Linked DNA regions of Sus scrofa: region 1 is linked to region 2. The links are chromatin contacts, called in public HiChIP or PLAC-seq maps. All regions are on one chromosome and are shown on one strand. Each heading gives the region's core, a stretch centred on a gene start, on an enhancer-like site or on the middle of the called end of the contact. The rest is flanking DNA. Distances are from core to core; before and after follow the strand shown. Region 1 overlaps EBPL (emopamil-binding protein-like). Region 2 has its middle 22 kb from the start of KPNA3.

What was found. HiChIP or PLAC-seq counts read pairs in DNA pulled down with a chosen protein or histone mark.
Region 1: a contact with region 2 is called in an H3K27ac HiChIP or PLAC-seq map of skeletal muscle. The contact joins two enhancer-like sites. A contact is called at or near these places in 1 of 47 Hi-C or Micro-C datasets (mesenteric adipose tissue) and 2 of 2 datasets of contacts at active chromatin or transcription factors (alveolar macrophages and skeletal muscle).

What each region holds. Positions count from the first base shown.
Region 1 is chr11:18,077,133-18,080,467 of Sscrofa11.1, reverse strand. The region is part of intron 3 of EBPL (emopamil-binding protein-like); the gene reads right to left. Among named protein-coding and RNA genes, the nearest start is that of ARL11, 22 kb to the left of the region's middle. Within about 2 kb of position 1,412, at least 17 of the 83 cell types and tissues checked have an H3K27ac peak or open chromatin away from gene starts, as enhancers often do. A contact at or near this core is called in skeletal muscle, where this site is marked.
Region 2 is chr11:17,924,340-17,927,681 of Sscrofa11.1, reverse strand. No RefSeq gene overlaps it. Among named protein-coding and RNA genes, the nearest start is that of KPNA3, 22 kb to the left of the region's middle. Within about 2 kb of position 2,046, at least 4 of the 83 cell types and tissues checked have an H3K27ac peak or open chromatin away from gene starts, as enhancers often do. A contact at or near this core is called in skeletal muscle, where this site is marked.

The sequences.
Region 1 (3,335 bases), core at 163-2,662, 150 kb before region 2:
TGCTTCCAGCCCCCTCACTGCAGGAGGCTCCGTCCCTCCTTTCCCAGTTGCTCCAGGTCTCTTTCGGCCCTGATGTCAAATCCCCCTTTCCAGAAGCACAAGCAGAAGATTTCCTTAGAAAGGAAACCAAAAGATGCCGAGGACAAGGAATCACAAAAGCCCTGATGATGCAAAGCAACAGTGGCGTGAAAGTAGCTTGAACCCAGTCTTGGACAGACTGACGAACTCCCGGGAGCACAGTCTTGCTCTTTTCACCTTTTATTCTCTCTGACCTGCCTGCTCAGAAGCCCCAGGTTTGGGCCAGTTGTCCTGCTTCCGGTCTGAGCACCCAGCACGTTTAAGGGCTGGTCCTGAGACTGCCTCTCAGCCGGCGGCAGTGGGGATGTCGTATATTCAGGACCAGGACCACAGACCCAGTCAACGCTGAATAAATGTGTGAGCTTTTTTATTTGGTAAGAACAGCGGAGGGAGTGTGCTCCCCTCACAAGTGTGTGTGCCAAATACCATGACTCCGTTTCTGTTAAGGAGACGCTCAAAGCATCTTGCCCCGAATACCACAGGTCCCCACCCAGCATCCCCCAGTGGCAAAGATGGCAGGGCTCCAGGTTGTCCCCCCCACTGCCTGTGGCACGGGACTGATGCTCACGTCCTTCGCAGGTTCACTTCCGTAGAAGGAAGAGGATAATCCCTGTCCACAACATGGGACCATCGTGAGGAGCAGATAAACAATGAGCAGAAAGTGCTTTTTAAAAAAATTTCTCTCAGCAGTATTTTATAGTTTTTATTTTACTTTATTTTTATTTTGTCTTTTTAGGGCTGCGCCTGTGGCATATGAGGTTCCCAGGCTAGGGGTCTAATCGGAGCTGTAGCCACTAGCCTATACCAGAGCCACAGCAACACAAGATCCGAGCCGAGTCTGCGACCTACACTACAGCTCATGGCAACGCGGGATCCTTAACCCACGGAGCGAGGCCAGGGATTGAACCCGCATCCTCATGGATACTAGTCAGATTCGTTTGCACTGAGCCACGACAGAAACTCCAGAAAAGTGCTTTGAATTGGAATGAATGCACATGCAGGGCATTTGTAGTACACAGTCCTTTCCCTAGACACCAACCAACCTGGCAGCCCAAAGGTTTCACCCTCTCTGGCTCAGGCTTACCAAGTGCCTAAGGCAGATTCCAGAGGACATACCAAGAATCTGAAAGCCAACAAGAGGTTGGGAAACAGACCCCACAACTGGGAGGCTTTGAACTTGTGATTCCCCCCGAACTCACCACTACCTCCCACCCCCACCCCACCCTTCTCCTAAAGGCTCAGACACTAAAAATACCCCAGCCACCTGCTGCCCAGGGAGGCAGTAAATCACCAGCCCTAGAGCACCAGAATCTGGGCCGACGTGGCAGGTGGTGGCTGATGTGGGCCAGATGGGGCAAGTCCACTCGTCCCACCAGGTGGCCGGGATGGGGAGGGGCTGGGAGGAGGAGACTGCCCACAGGAAGCAGGGGCGCCGCTGCAGGTGCTCCTTGGGTGTAGGGTGACTGCAGGTGGGTGTGTCACGGGAGGGAAGGGGCCTCCCTGGGAAACGGCAGGGACTTCTATGGTGACAGGCAACTGCTTCACCACAAAGAATTAGGTCATCTCATCCAAATCCACACATCCGCCACTCAACTGCTGTCCTATCGTCCCAGGGCCACCAGAGGTCACTGTTACAGGGAACATGAACGGTTGTGGTCCAGCTCCGGACAGGCACGACTTTATGGGGACCGTTCAGACCCTGGACGCTCAGGGGCACATCAGTGAGGTCTGTTTCCTGCTTCCAGTTATAAGGGATTAGATCCCAGCCCCTGGGACCCAAATCAGTTCAACTCCCAACACAGAACCAAGAAATGCCAAAAATCTGTTCACGGTTACTTTGAGCACAGTGAATCAGAAACGAGAGGCCAAGACACTTTTTAACTAAAAAGTCACTTACTTTTTAACTAAAACACATCATCAACAAACACACTTGTGGGGAACAAGAAGCAGAGTGCTGTGGAGTGTTGCTCACATCTGAAAAAGTGGAGACCCTGATAGCATGTCCCCCATTTGTCACCCCCCCGCCCCCAGAAAAACCACTGCAAGAAAGGTAACTGCTGTCACAGGAGCACTGGGTCCAACCAGTGAAAAATACTAACAGAACAATGCAAATCACAAAATCAAAACAACACAATTAAGAGGCTATTCAAGTAGAATGAACAGACCCCGATGATCAGAAATGTACTGAGGTTAAGTTTTTTGATGAGAAAAAAATCCACAAAAGTGAAGAGTTTTCACAGATTATAGGTTTCTGGGAACATGTCTAACACCGTTGGACTAGAAAGAGCACATTTAAGTGAACCAGGTTCTAGTTTATTAAAAAACTCTATGGCCTTGGGCAGGTTACCTAACCCCTCTGAGCCTCTGTCTCCTCGTGTATGAACTGGACCTGTCCAAGGCCCCTTTAAACAACACATGCCTCTAGGATTCTAAGTGTGGCCTTGAGGGGGCCCTGTGCAGCTGGGAAGGTGGATTTCAAAAACAACAAAACAGTGCAGGGACATTTAAGTGACACACATAAGGGCTGCAAGAGTTTTGGAGTCCTCGCCTTCTGAGTCCTCGGGGACTGAGGGAAAGCTTCTGGGGGGACAGGGATTAAACACCTCAAACACAACCCTGCAGCACGCTCAGCACACTTGATCCCTCCCTTGAAGAGCTGGGAAGTGGCCAATCCAATATTTTAAGATGTCAACTTGATCTGTGTGGACGTAAACATCTAAGGAAACCGGTTTCCAAAAATAAATGCTAACGGCTACCCATCAACCTCTCGAAGCGCATGCATTTCTCCAGAATGGGGTATGTTCTGTAACACTATCCAGTCGGTGTTGTGTGTCCGTGTAGACCTGCTGCTTCTTGGATGATGAATCTGGGGCAAGGGAGAGAGAGGAGGGAAGGGGGGAGGTCGAAGTCCTTCTTCAATCGTTAAAAGCCTCCCCCAAATGTTAATACACACAAAGGCAAGAGCCTGAGAAATAGAAACTAGATTTGTAATAGTGGTTCTGTCTGATGATACTGGGGGGGGGGGTAAATTTTTTTTTCCTTATTGCGTATCTGGGGTTTCCATTTTTCAGCAATGGACACGTATCAATTGTGTAATATATTCTTTAATGCAAATGCATGAGGGAAGGATAATACATCAAACTACTCTCACTTCTTAGCACCTTCATGTGAATTATTGGATGTGATTTGCTGCCTACAGTGAAGTGGTGGTGGGATGTGGATTTTGCTGGTTCGGGTCTGCCAGGCTGTGAAGGCAG
Region 2 (3,342 bases), core at 797-3,296:
TTCCCCTGATAGTTTTTAATAGCCCTTGACGATAATTGCTTAGATCATCATGTTATTTCATTAAGGATTGAAAAAGTATGGTATTTTAATTCTATCATTCTTCCTTCATGTATTAGCTGGAAAGCTTCTAAAACAAGAACTTTTCCTCAACAACAATTCAGCTATCCTGAGATACAATTCATACAGAAAAGACAAGACAAATGCTCCATTCTTTCCCTTTTTAAACCAGTTTTCAGAGTGATGAGTTGGTTCCCTAGCAACCTGTAAAGGTGACCTATGAGGATTTTTTTTTCTGGTATAATTATAAACTCATGGATTTTAATATACTTGATGAATTTCAATCCACTGCAAATGCTCAAATTATTCCATCTTTGAACATTGAGAGTCTCTTTATGTTGGCTCCTGACCCAAGTCTTTTGGACACAACCCAGTTGTCTCTGAAAGCTTCTTTGCTTTATAGTATGACCAAATGTTGATTTCTTGTACCAGCTCTGATATCAGTGATAATCCACAGAAGCCCTGGTTCCCTTTAGTGACCACAGCTGAATTGAGGGACCACATTCTGGGTGCCAGGAGTATTTCTTACTCCTGGGATCACCAGTGAGTAGGCCTCTTCAGTGGCCCGATCCAGACTCCTGCCTCCTACTGCCCTCATTCCCTTCACACCCTCATCCTTGCTCACTGTGCCACTAAAAGGGACAGAGCAGGCAACTCCTGCTGAGGGCGCTGTCATTGCCCTCACTGTCCCTGTGCCTATTGTGCACTTCGCTCAACACCGATGGCTCACGCCTCCTGTGCTTCAGGCCTTTGCTCAGATGCCACTTACTTGAAGGGCTTCATGTTCAGAGTGAGACCATCCCTGAACACGTCATTCAACCTGGACCACGGAACCCCTTCCCTCTCCAGTACCCTCCACTCTCTTGCCTGCCTTAGTTGTCTCCCCACACATACCCTGTAACACTATGTAACATGCTTGCTGATTATTTTGTCTGCTATCTGTTTACCCATTAGAATGTACACTCCAAGAGGGCAGAGACTTGTCTATTTGTTCAGAACTGTACCCCTGGCATCTAGAACAGGTTCTAGCACAGAAGAGCTGCTTAGTAAATAGTTGTTGAAGAAATGAATTGAGAGGGAATAAGGTAACTGACCCAAGCCCACCTGCTCTTTCAATTATTGGAATCTTTTGACAAACATTTGTAGCCTCCGAAAATTAGAGGTTTGTGGAGAATATGAACTCAATCTGCCCCATTACTTCACTATCAAGTCTAGAAATGGGACTAAACTCAGTCACTACACACACACACACACACACACACACACATGTTAGCTTCATGGGCCACTGTGAGGATGGTGGATTTTAGACTGAGTGAGATGGGACATGTGAATGACACGACTCTCCTGGGTTGTGGTGTTTTTGTTTGTTTGAGGATTTGGGCTAAAATCAAAACTTTCTTTTTTTTTTTTTTTTTTTTTTTTGCCATACCTGCAGCACATGGAAGTTCCTGGGCCAGGGATTGAACACACGCCACAGCAGTGACCCAAGCCGCAGCAGGGACAACACCAGATCCTGAACCCATTGCCCCACAAGGAAACTCCCCAACCACAGCTTTTAGAGTGGAGTTGCCATTTACTGAAATGGAAAAGAAAACAAGAGAAGGAGATTTTTGAGGGACAAACCCTGTTGGTTTTGACAGGCCGGTGAAACACTGGAGCTGTCTGGTGGACAATTACACAGAAGGGTTTCAAGCTCAGAGGAGACATCCCGCCTGCATAGATGAACTTGGGCGTCATCCGTGCAGAGACAGTACTTAAAGCCATGAGGCAGCAAGAAGAGAGGAGACTGAAAGGAGATGAGGTTCTAGGATTGAGCCCGGGGTCCTTAAACGTCTGGGAGAAGAGGAAGAACCAGCAAAGGGGGCTGAGAAAGACTGTCCTGGAAGGCGGCCGGAAACCATGCAGGCCGGGTTGTCCTGAAAGTGTTCCAAGGAGGACAGAGTGAACAAGTGCCATCATGCTGCTGGGGGTCAAGTACCATGACCTCTGGATTAAAGATAGTAACTAACTGTCCCTCGGGGATAAATCGAAGCCAGCGCACACATACAGAGCGCACTCCCCAAGCTGATGTATCTTAAAGTAAATCGTGGGTGATATGACGGGGTTTTTCTGGGTGCATTTTACTGGAGGCGGGCTAACGACGGCCCCACTCTTACTTGGGCCAGGGTGGGCAGCGTGCAGCCCGGTGTCTCTGCTCATCAGGGTGACACTCAGGCCATCTCCAACATTAGGAAACCAGAACCTTCCCTCAGGCAGGGTTAGAGAAGTGTCTTCCACTCCTGGGAAACACCATCCAGGGGAGGTCCCCTCCCTCGGGGGTTGAGGGGAGGCAGGGCAGCTTCAGAGCTGGGAGGTGGCGAGGTGGGGGAGGGTGGCCACCCCATCTGGAATCTGCCCGCACTTTCCCAGCGCCCTTCCCCGCAGGGCTGGCCGCCTTCCCCAGGGAGCCTCTCCCTCACAGCTTCCTTCAGCCCACTCATTCCCCCCCCACAACCTTTGGCTGCCTCAGCTTCTCCACAGGGAACGAAAACATCCACAGTTTAAAGGAAATTCCTGATAACTGAAAACAATGATCACTTTGAATGCAGGCAAGACTGAGGCACATCTGCCCTACAGGGAACACCTCTAATCCCCACCTGGCCCTCGGGCATCAGTGCCCATAGGCTCCGAAATGAAGGAGGTGGGGACCCTGACCCTTTGCCTAAATGGTTTCCTGAAAATACAAGGAAGGCATATTCTTTTACCAGAGCTGTCTCCTTAAGCCTCTTATAAGCAAACGATTGTTGGGTTATATGGTTCTAATCAAGCTTTTTTTTTTTTTTTTCCCCTTAAGGTTTTATCCACAAATCTACTGCAAGACAATGACAGTGGGAATTATTATCTGAAATCAGGTTTGGGAAGAGTCCTTGACCTCAGCCCCAACTGGCCCATCCACAAAATGCAATGCTTTCCAGACACAAAAACCTTTGGACGGCTCTACCTGAATGGATGTGGACCCATCCCCTAGACATATTGGGTGACAAATGGAGTATTTATTATGTTACCATTTGTGTAAAAAGAAAAAGAGAGAGAGAGAGCACAGACATTTCTGAACTTGTAACAGATTGGTATATATAGAGAAAGGAGACCTGTATTTCATTATATACCTTTTTGTTGTTTTTCCATTTTTAGAAGGTACATAAATCATCTATTCAAAAATTAATTTTAAGAAAACTAAAGAAAGCACTTAGATAATCAATACTCTTCAATTGACTGATTGATCTTGGCCTTCCAAGGAGGACTTAG